2 separate regions of the Anas platyrhynchos genome follow, and region 1 is linked to region 2. The links are chromatin contacts, called in public Hi-C maps. All regions are on one chromosome and are shown on one strand. Each heading gives the region's core, a stretch centred on a gene start, on an enhancer-like site or on the middle of the called end of the contact. The rest is flanking DNA. Distances are from core to core; before and after follow the strand shown.

The links. Hi-C and Micro-C count contacts between places; a contact is called where the count stands out from the background.
Region 1: a contact with region 2 is called in a Hi-C map of F1 follicle, with 2.3 times the contacts expected there. The contact joins the promoter of CRB2 here to the enhancer-like site in region 2. A contact is called at or near these places in 3 of 8 Hi-C or Micro-C datasets (F1 follicle, skeletal muscle and subcutaneous adipose tissue).

What each region holds. Positions count from the first base shown.
Region 1 is chr18:12,727,516-12,732,147 of IASCAAS_PekinDuck_T2T, reverse strand. It overlaps CRB2 (crumbs cell polarity complex component 2), which reads right to left and starts at 1,348. Exons shown (of 13, transcript XM_072025256.1): 1 at 1,214-1,348. STRBP (spermatid perinuclear RNA binding protein) reads left to right here and starts at 1,841. Exons shown (of 19, transcript XR_005259945.2): 1 at 1,841-1,987.
Region 2 is chr18:12,637,372-12,642,138 of IASCAAS_PekinDuck_T2T, reverse strand. It overlaps RABGAP1 (RAB GTPase activating protein 1), which reads right to left. Exons shown (of 25, transcript XM_027470903.3): 16 at 4,269-4,412; 17 at 2,630-2,671; 18 at 2,141-2,269. Among named protein-coding and RNA genes, the nearest start is that of GPR21, 21 kb to the right of the region's middle. Within about 2 kb of position 2,303, at least 1 of the 8 cell types and tissues checked has an H3K27ac peak or open chromatin away from gene starts, as enhancers often do. A contact at or near this core is called in F1 follicle, where this site is marked.

The sequences.
Region 1 (4,632 bases), core at 99-2,598, 91 kb before region 2:
ACTCAGGTTGTGAGTTTCCTTTCCATACTCAGCTTGGAATTCTAACCCAGACTACATGAGTTGGGCGTGTTACCTCTGGCAAAGTGCTTCAGCTCATTTTTTGTCTCTGTGTCTCTACAGCCTTTGTGATTCCCTCAGTTGTTTAGGGGATGCTGGGAAAATTCAAAAATACCAGATAATGTTCTAGCATCCCCTTGACACCACAGCCTTGCAAAGAAGCCTACAAACTATCAGCGGTTCAGTTTGAACAAGCTAGGCCTCTCACTACATGTAAAGTTATTCATGCACGTGTGTTTTCTACTTCTCTTTAGAATGAACGTTACTGCTTATCTTCAGCACTGCAGAATTCCAAAAACTACCGCCTTTTACCAAAGTTCCCTCACAGGCTGCTTTAGCACAGCATGTTGCACGTTGATTAGTTTGGCATGGCATTCCCCAGTCAATTGCCTTTCATCCCTGCAGCCTATGCAAAATTGGTTTTGAAAAGTGTGAGAAATTATATTACATAGTACAATCGCCATGAACTAATATGTTCAAAGCTGAGCCTGAAAGGCACTTAAACTAGAAAACCTTGCAGAAATTTTGAAGCACTCGCGCAAACAGCTCTGGAAACATTCGTCTCTTACATTGATCCTGGAGTGCCAAGTCTTGAGAGGAAAAAATAATATTTTTGCACAAATTATGGGTCAAATATCCTCGTTTGAGGCACTCAAATGTAATGATATTGGCCATTTGAATGTTGAAGCAGAAGCACTGAGGTTCTTTGACACGCATACCAACAAACAAAAAAACCCAGACCCAACCTTCCCTCCTCATACCTAAAGGTTTCGGCACGCTAGCGCTGCTCTGAAGCGTTTGAAGCACATTACTGGAACTCTCCCTCTGACTTTGTGTTAGTGCCCGTGGCAGATGGAGCTCTAGAACCGTCAGATGTCTGGGGCTGGGAAGAATTACCACAGGGCAGCTGAAATCTAACTTGAACTGAGAAGGTGAGCCTTTGTCTTGATTTCTAGAGGAGAAAGACGTGTATTACTGCACGCTGTATTCCTTGTGGTGCCCACCCTGCCCAGGCTCACCCACAAGTCCTGATTTTAACGGCTTGACACCCGCTGCGGGATCCGTGTGGCGAGCAGCCCGCACGGTCACCCCGCTCCTCAGCGCAGCGCAGGCCGCTCCCTCCCACCGAGGGGCTGGGGAAGCGCCGGGGCCTCACCTCACACCTCACCCCGGGCCGGGCCCTGTCCGAGCCGAGCGGCCGGGCGGGGACGGGACGGGCACGGCCCGGGACCGGCCCTCACAGGGGCGCCCTGAGGCGGGGCCGCGGCGCCCCCGCTCTGAGGGGCCGTGGCCGGGGCTCCCCGCGCGCACCTGCGGCCGCCTCCGCCAGGCCCCGCCGCGCCGCTTGCGTACCCTGCGCACGGCACGCCGGCACCTACGCCACTTGCGCAACGGGAAGCCTCTCAGGTGCAGCGCCCGCCTCGGCGGCGTTACGGAGATTCCGTAAGGAACACTGCCCTCTTTGAGGGGCTTTACGCAAGCGGCGTACCGAGCTGCGGGCTCGGCCGCTCCCGCCTCGCACGGCCGCGGGAGCTCCCTGAGGCGCCGGGAGCGCTCCCCGCGGGCGGCGGCCGGGGCTAAGGCGGGGTACGCGGGGCGCGGCGGCCGCAGGTAGGGCCGGGTCGAGCACCTTTACGTCAGCCCCGTGAGGCCGCCGCGGTGAGGGGAGGGAGGGAGGGGAGGAGGAGCGGGCGGCCCGGCGGGGCTCCGCTACGCACTCTGCGCGGCGGCGCGGCATCCCTCTACGCCGGCGGCGTAAGGCTCCCTCTCAGGTGCAGGCAGGGGGCGGGCTCACGTTGCCCGGCAGCCGCAGCCTATGGGGGCGCGGGGCGCTGTCACGTGCCCGAGCCCCGCTCGCCGCTGCGGAGCCGGAGGAGCCGGACGGGGCCGGGCCGGGCCGGGGGCTGCGGCGGGGCCGGCGGCCGGCGGGGTGAGGGGGGGGGGGAGCGGGGACGGGGGGGGACCGGTGGTGAGGGGGGGGGGGGGGCTCGGTGCCACCCTGAGGGGAGGCGGGTGCCGGGCACCGCTCCGCCCACTGCACCGGGCACTGCGGGCAGCAGGCAAGGGCAGGACGGGGGCGGCGGGGCCGTTAGGGAAGGGGGGGGGCGGGGGGGGTGTGGGGACCGTTAGGACCGTTGGGACCGTTGGGGTGGGGGGGGAGGTGTGAGGGAGGGGCCGTTAGCGCGGGGGGGGGGCTGGGGGCGGCGCGGGGCCAACGGGCACCGGGGGGGGCGGGGGGGGAGCCCGGTCCCGGCCCCCCCGGAGCGTCCCCGGGGCCCCCCCAGCGCCGCAGCCCCGCGGGGTGCGGGAGGAGCCGCCCGCGCCCTGCCCCGCGCTGGGGTTGGGGTCGGGGTCGGGTCGGGGTTTGTTACCTTTTATTCCCCTTCCTGGCTTCGCCCCGCACCGGGGGCTGTGGAGCCGCTGCTTGGTGTGCAGGGGAGAAGTGCCGAGGCTGGGGATCCGCTGGAGGGTCCCCAGGGGGGCAGAACGCCAGTTCTGTATGGGGCTGGACGTGCCCGCTGCCCGGCCAAAGGGCTCCCTGGTGATCCCACGGTGCTGTGCGATCCCAGAAGGGACGGGGAGAATGTCCTGCTCCAAAGAGTCCGTGCACGGAGCAGAGCGTTGGAAGGGCTGGTAAAATGGTGGAGTTGGGATGGGTCTGAATTTGCGTGGCTGTGTCCTACAGACCTTTCTTTTTCAGTACGAGGCTTCGGGTATTTCTTACAGAAGACTTAACGCTTCTGAGCGTGGTTAAGGTGAGGGAAGACTGAAGTGCATGCTGTTGTCAGGTGGTCGTAACGTGACGTAAGGTGTTTCAGATCTCCAGTTCTAAAAAGTGCTTGCACCACTGGCACGTAAGTCAAAATAGTTGTGCTTACAGAGCCGTGTGTCCTGGCAAGCGTCTAAAACCCAGTAAAGGCAGAAAGTTAACCTCACTTCCTTCACTCGTGCAGAATGATTTTCTGTTCTTGGAAAGAACAGGGAAGGAAGGACTCTGAAAACTTCGGTCTCACTGTATTTTGTTTTTGAGGATGTGATGACCTCTCTTTGGGAGACCCAAAGGAAGCAACTGAGGAGGCAGAGAGGGCCTGGGGTTTGCAGCAAGGGAGTGACGATGGAAAAGTGCTGCCTGTGCTGGGGGACAGGGGGAGGCCTTGAAAATATCTGAGGGAAGGAGTAAGGCCTGGCTGTGTCCGTAGAGGTTGTACTGGTGTTTTCCTTTATAAGTGTGTGCTGGTTGCTTGCAGCCTCTCAGAAAGCAGAAGAGTTCTCCAAGAATTTGGATAGTCTGCCTCTTAGATGGGCCATCAAAAATGTGTAAAGGATGGGTTGAGGTTATTTCCTGCCAGTCTGCAGAAGAAGTAGTAGAAGGCCGTGTCAGCAAACGGGCTGGCTGTGACTTGTACTACATTCCTGGTCATTTTTAGGAAGTTGGACTCTGGAAGTTCTTGGCGTGTGTCATTTTGTCTCTCTGGAACTTTCCAATCATTTTTTCTGCTTCACATTAGTGTAGAATGAAGGAAGGAATAGGGAAAAGAGCGGGTACTGATCGCTAATGGTCAGGTTTTAATATTTTGTTTTCCGTTTCTCATTATCTTGTCGTTGATAGCACAAGTCTAGTGCTGTTTTCGCATTCCTCGTAGAATCTTTTGTTCTGGCAAAGTTTCTTACTCCTGTTTTATAAAAGGGCCGTTCGTCCACGCCGATCGCTATTATTGAACTATCGACAGTATTGTCGTCTCCTCCCAAAGAGGATGCTGAGGAAGCACCAGGTCTTGCTCCCAAGGGTTCACGGGCTAAATGGAAGGTAGGAATCTAGGACTGAATTTCTTGGAACCGGAGGAAGCTTCTACCTAGAAATACCCATGTGTTTGGGTGAGCCCCAGCTGGTGACTGAAGGTTGCTGAGTCCAGCCTCGTGGCTTGTCCTAGAAGATGGAATTCCAGCTGCTTCTGGTTGCTGCTGCTGTAAAACCAATTGCAAGTGAGAAGTGGTAGGCAAGTGGAAAGGTGTAACACAAGGTGGGCCTCATGTGCAGATCCCTACAACAGAGTCTTGAGCTAGCTAAGCAATCGTATAGAAAGCCATTGGGCGGAGAGGAGCAGTGTGGGAGCAGAGGGCAAAAGGCATGCCTTCCGTAAATATTAGCGTAGAGCTGAAACTCGGTGCAGATGCAGAGTTTGGGAACTGGTTTCCAGCTTGTGAGCAGAGTCTTTCCCATGGGTGTTCATTCGGTAGCAGTGATGCTTAAGGTTGCAGAGCTCTTTTCTTTTGAAGCCACTCTGTTCCTCCAAGGTCTGTGGCTGGGCAGGCATTTTTTTGAACTGTCTCATCTAAAAAGTGAAGCCTGTTGGGGGAGGAGGGGAGAGTAAAGGAAAAAGGGGAGGGGGGAGCTAGTCCAGGCTGCTTCGTCTTGTGAAAAAGCCTCACTGTAGAATCATAAAAGTTGCACTTTTTCCACGTTGCTTTGGAAGCAGCTGAACTTTGTAACTTGGCATGTAAATAGAGCTCTTTGAAGAGCACGTCCATGGCTGGAAAGAAGGGAGAGGGAAATGCCCTGGCTGGTTAACAAGC
Region 2 (4,767 bases), core at 1,054-3,553:
GATTTCATCTTCAACTTTTCTGAGTGCATTAAACCAGTTTTGCCTCCAGATACTAATAGCGAGGTGATCACGAGAACATTTGCTGTTGTCACTGGTTCTTGACTCTGGAGCCCGAGGGGGTGCCGTGCTCTGGGAGTCTGCAAGGCCTTTGGGTGTGTGTGGTGATGGAAGGCAGAAACGAACGCTGGAGTCCCACCAGTTCTCCAGGGGCACAGAAGGCAGCAGTAATTCTGTTAACATTTGACTGCACCACTGAGGAGTGACTTTAAGGAATTAGTGTTGTCTCAAGCTCATCATTTACTGACCTCCTTTTCAGCAGAATGCTGTTGTAATCACAATGCCTTAGCCAAGCTACTTCTCCCTTCCTATAAATGATTTATTTTGACATCAGACCCTTTTCTGCTCAAAAACACTTCCAGACACAGAGCTGGATATTTCTACTGACAGCAAAGGACTTGTATTTTAAGTCAAAGAAGGCTATTACATGCAGCACTCCAATCAGAGGCAACAAACATGGATGAGATACAGAAGTGTGCAGCATCTGTGCAGAGCCTGCACAGAGCAGTGCAGCCTGCACTTTCTCCATAACTTTCCATTTAATCCCCTGAAAACATGAAGCACTCAAGAAAGCAGTGTACGACCTTGACTGTTTGCCTTAACTACTTCACACAGCACTGAGAACGAAGGGAAATTTGGCAGAGTGGGAAGAGGAACAAGTTATTTGGAAACATGAAAAGCAAATGCACCCATTACACGATCTTAACCAGATGTATATGCAATGTCTAATCTGTGGCTAACATCAAATGTTTGGATGAGCTAAAACAGTTTGCTTACTTCTCAATTATTTCCTAATTTCTACACCAGTGTCATTTAAGACATACTTGAATTCTATGGAGAATATCGCTACTTGATGTCTTGAATGTTAACATACTAGGGAAGATGTGTACTTATAAACTGACGCTACAAAAGAATTCCTCCAGTGAATTTAAAGAAATATAAAAACAAAAAAAAAAGAATCATACCAGTATATTTGACCATACATTAATCTATGTGAAATTATAAAGAAAGAATCACAGCTTCCTTAAAATATACAAAATAAATTATCAAAGTTCCATTTTAGAACTCAATTATCCCGTCTATAAAGAGGAAACGATACATTTCTTACAGTAACTTCATTCTGAAATTCTATTTTAAGGGCCTATTCCAAAATGCCAATATAAAGCTTTAGCTAGAGTATTATTGATTATAAAAGCAATTGACTTTCAGCTACAAGATAATGCAATACTTGATGTATATAACTAAAGTCTTAATGTCAAAGGCTAGAACTTTCATTTCATGTAGTTATACTTAATAAATAGGGCTTAATGGGCAACTGAAATGTAACAAAAAACATCAAACAAAAGAACTCCACGGTGTACCTCAGCAATTCAAACACGCAAGGAAGCCCACAGAGCTCTCCGAATAAATTATCTCAGAAAACAGGAACTATTGAGATTAATTCATTTACAGAGAGAAAATTTCTGGGACAACATCTCTCCAGTCTACAGTACATACTGAACTCTAGCTTCTATTCTGTCCAAAAGAAGGCTCCTAGAAGGATCAGAGATGACATATTTTCCCATGATACACGTTTTCTGTTCTGTAAGTCATAAGGCTAACCATTCTCAGTATTTTTTTTATTACAGTATCACGTGTGCCCAATTAAAAATAGCCACACTCTGAAAGATAACACTTTGTTTGTGCATTATATACTCCATTTTAAATAAAACCTCCCCCCTTCTTCTCAGTTAAAGATACTACCCTTTTTGCACCTACTACTAGACGAGAACTTAAAAGAACTGCAGCTATGTCAGTATTTTATTTTAGTGCCATTAGTGGCGTTTTTGTTGTTGTTGTGTTGTTTTTTGTTTGTTTGTTTTTAAGCCTGATTTTAGTAGCACTAAATATTGCTCTCTGAAAGCCAGTCTCTTATTTCTCCATGTGGGCCTCTATCACTGAAAATCTCAGGGCTTTACTGTATTTCACTGCAAAAAAATCTGCAGTTATTTTCACTTGGACAAATAAATTGTGAAGTTACATATGGAGACTGAAATTGTACCCATTCAAGACATAGTCACAATTGCTATCACCACATCTTTACCTTCATATTACAGGCTAATTCCATCAGCTTCTTTGCATTTTCCTCTGAACGGTATCTCTTGGGCAGCTGTACACGGAAGAATTTTAATGCCCCTTCAAAGTCAGTCAGTAACAGATCATCCTTGGTAGTCTGGAGACAAGGACAGAAGACCCAGTAATTGCAAAGCAGATTTTGAACAAATACTGAATTCCCAGAGACAACGCAACAACAGTTTTGTAAAGCTCCCAAGAACATATTTACTTTTTAACCTTCTAAAAACTCTGTTTGTTTCTATTTCTGCAACCTTCTATTCCCTGCCACCCCATCCCCCAAAAGCACCCTGCTGCACTGAGCAAGCCACACAACAGCATATGTAATACAGGAAGTTGTTAGCTTTAAATATATATATTATTATAATAATTATTATTATTAAATAGTTTTTAATAAACATCTTAAGTTTTGATACTGTGCATGATGTAGCATAAAACACTTTAAAAATTGGATACTCACTTTTAATAATCCCAGTGCAACATTAAAAATAACACTTATTCCCTAAAGAGAAAAATAATAACAAGATAAATTAATTTCTCAGTATTTACAACTCTAGTTATTTGGTGGGTTTTGTTGTTCGTCTAGTTTTTGTGAAGTTGAAAACCAGGATACAAGTTTACACATGTAGGTAACTACAGGTACTACATGAAATCAAAGGCCCTGAGAATGACTTTGCAAAAAATGAGGAAGGTATTTTACTGGATTGCCATTATGTGATAGCAAACCAATCTTTCAGCACAGGTTTTACTGTCTCCTTAGTAGTTTGAAACTCCAGAATGATGAGAGCACTGTACTTTATTTTTAATGACTAGTCGGTCAGCTCAAGGTCCCTTAGTTTTCATATAGCAACTTCAGAAAATACTGGAATCATATGCAGCAATATATGCATGAATACATCAATTTCTGGTATTCAAAACCTGGAATAATTCTTTTAATGACAAAGAAAGTCATTAATGACAAAGAAAGTCATCACTTTAGGACAGAGTCCTACATCATCTAACCTTTGCCACTACTTTTTAGAAGTGTTTTATTTAAATTGAGCAATTAATTATGAAAAGTCAACAGCAGCATGCAACTTAAGTGGTACCTTCAAAAATCGAGACACATTGCTGATATTGTTTCAAGATTGTCTTTCTCTTCCCCAATGAATTATTTTTTCTAAATGACAAAGAAACCCCTGAGCCTTCACTATGAACACATTTACTATTTATGAATTTAAAATGTGTTTCTAAACAAATAAAACTGATTTTCTAGATACCATCTGTTACTTTCTGTTTCATTGGCACATGGACAAATCAAGCAGCAGACAGATAACAGTGAAAGGGTAAAAACATTGACCAGGAGGTTTATGAATGCTGAAACCCCTCCGTGTAGGGAATGCAGATAAACTGTGCCACTTCACAGCAGCAACTGCAGATCTGGTGAAGAATGCATGAATAATATTAATCAGCAAGTATAAAAGTAAATCATTAGTTAGCTCAGGGATGCTTCAGTACAAAATGTGAATTGTTCATATATTTTAATAAGCTCCAACTGAAACTACACTACTTACCAACATACCACCAAATATACTGTTTTAAACATGATTATGTGCAAAACCTCGAAGTAAAGAATTTGCTTTCCTCCTTATATGCTGGGAAGTATAAGGAGACTTCAAGTCTCCTGGAAAAAGAGCTCCAAGCTTGTGAGGTTACCAGCACAGAAGTTAGCTGAGAAATTTTATATGCAATGGCCTTCTTGCAACAGTGTTCTACAAAAAAATGGTATCATCTATAATACAATTTAACCACCAAATAAATTTGGAATCTTTCATCCACATATTTGTAAATTAATTTCCATTCCATGAGCACTGTATGGAATTATACATACAGATTAAACAGTATTCAATGAAATGGGATATTATAATCACATATGTTCCCAATTCATACCTTTAAAATGCTGAGATCTCTTTTTCACTGCAAAAACGTAACACTTCTACATAAAAATAAGTATCACTTGCCTAGCTCTGAAAGAACAGATAGTAACAAGGACATGAACCAAGATAGTAAAAAACTGTCAAAAGTTACTAGTAGTACAAACCTCCAATTATAACACGTACCTCACATAAGAGTAAGTCGATAATATGGAAGACCATGTAGAGAGGGAATTTTGCAGTGAACAATGTAAGGAACCACTGGGAAGCATACATGTGTGCTTCAAGGCTAATGTCCAGAAAGTGGTTATAGAGATCAGGAATGTATTCCTAAGAATAATATTACAAAAAAAAAAAAAAAAAAAAAGTTAATTTATACTATTTTGGAGCATTAGACAAAATTCCAAAGTAATAGAAGTTGGGTAGTGCCCTTACAGTGACAATCAGTGCAGATAGGCAGGCTCTGTATCCACTCATGCCTGACAAGCCAGCTGTATGACCTGTTAAAGAACCTTCCAAGGATGCTGAAGGCATGTCCCAGTGCAGATGCTCAAAAGGCCACTGTATTACATGCACAGTGAGCCCAGTCTCCACGCTCTCACCCTAGCAAGAAACCCGGACAGGAGATGTGCTGACCCTGCAAAGCCACTCTGCGGCGTGTCCGCAGTGAGCTCAGAAGTCACTG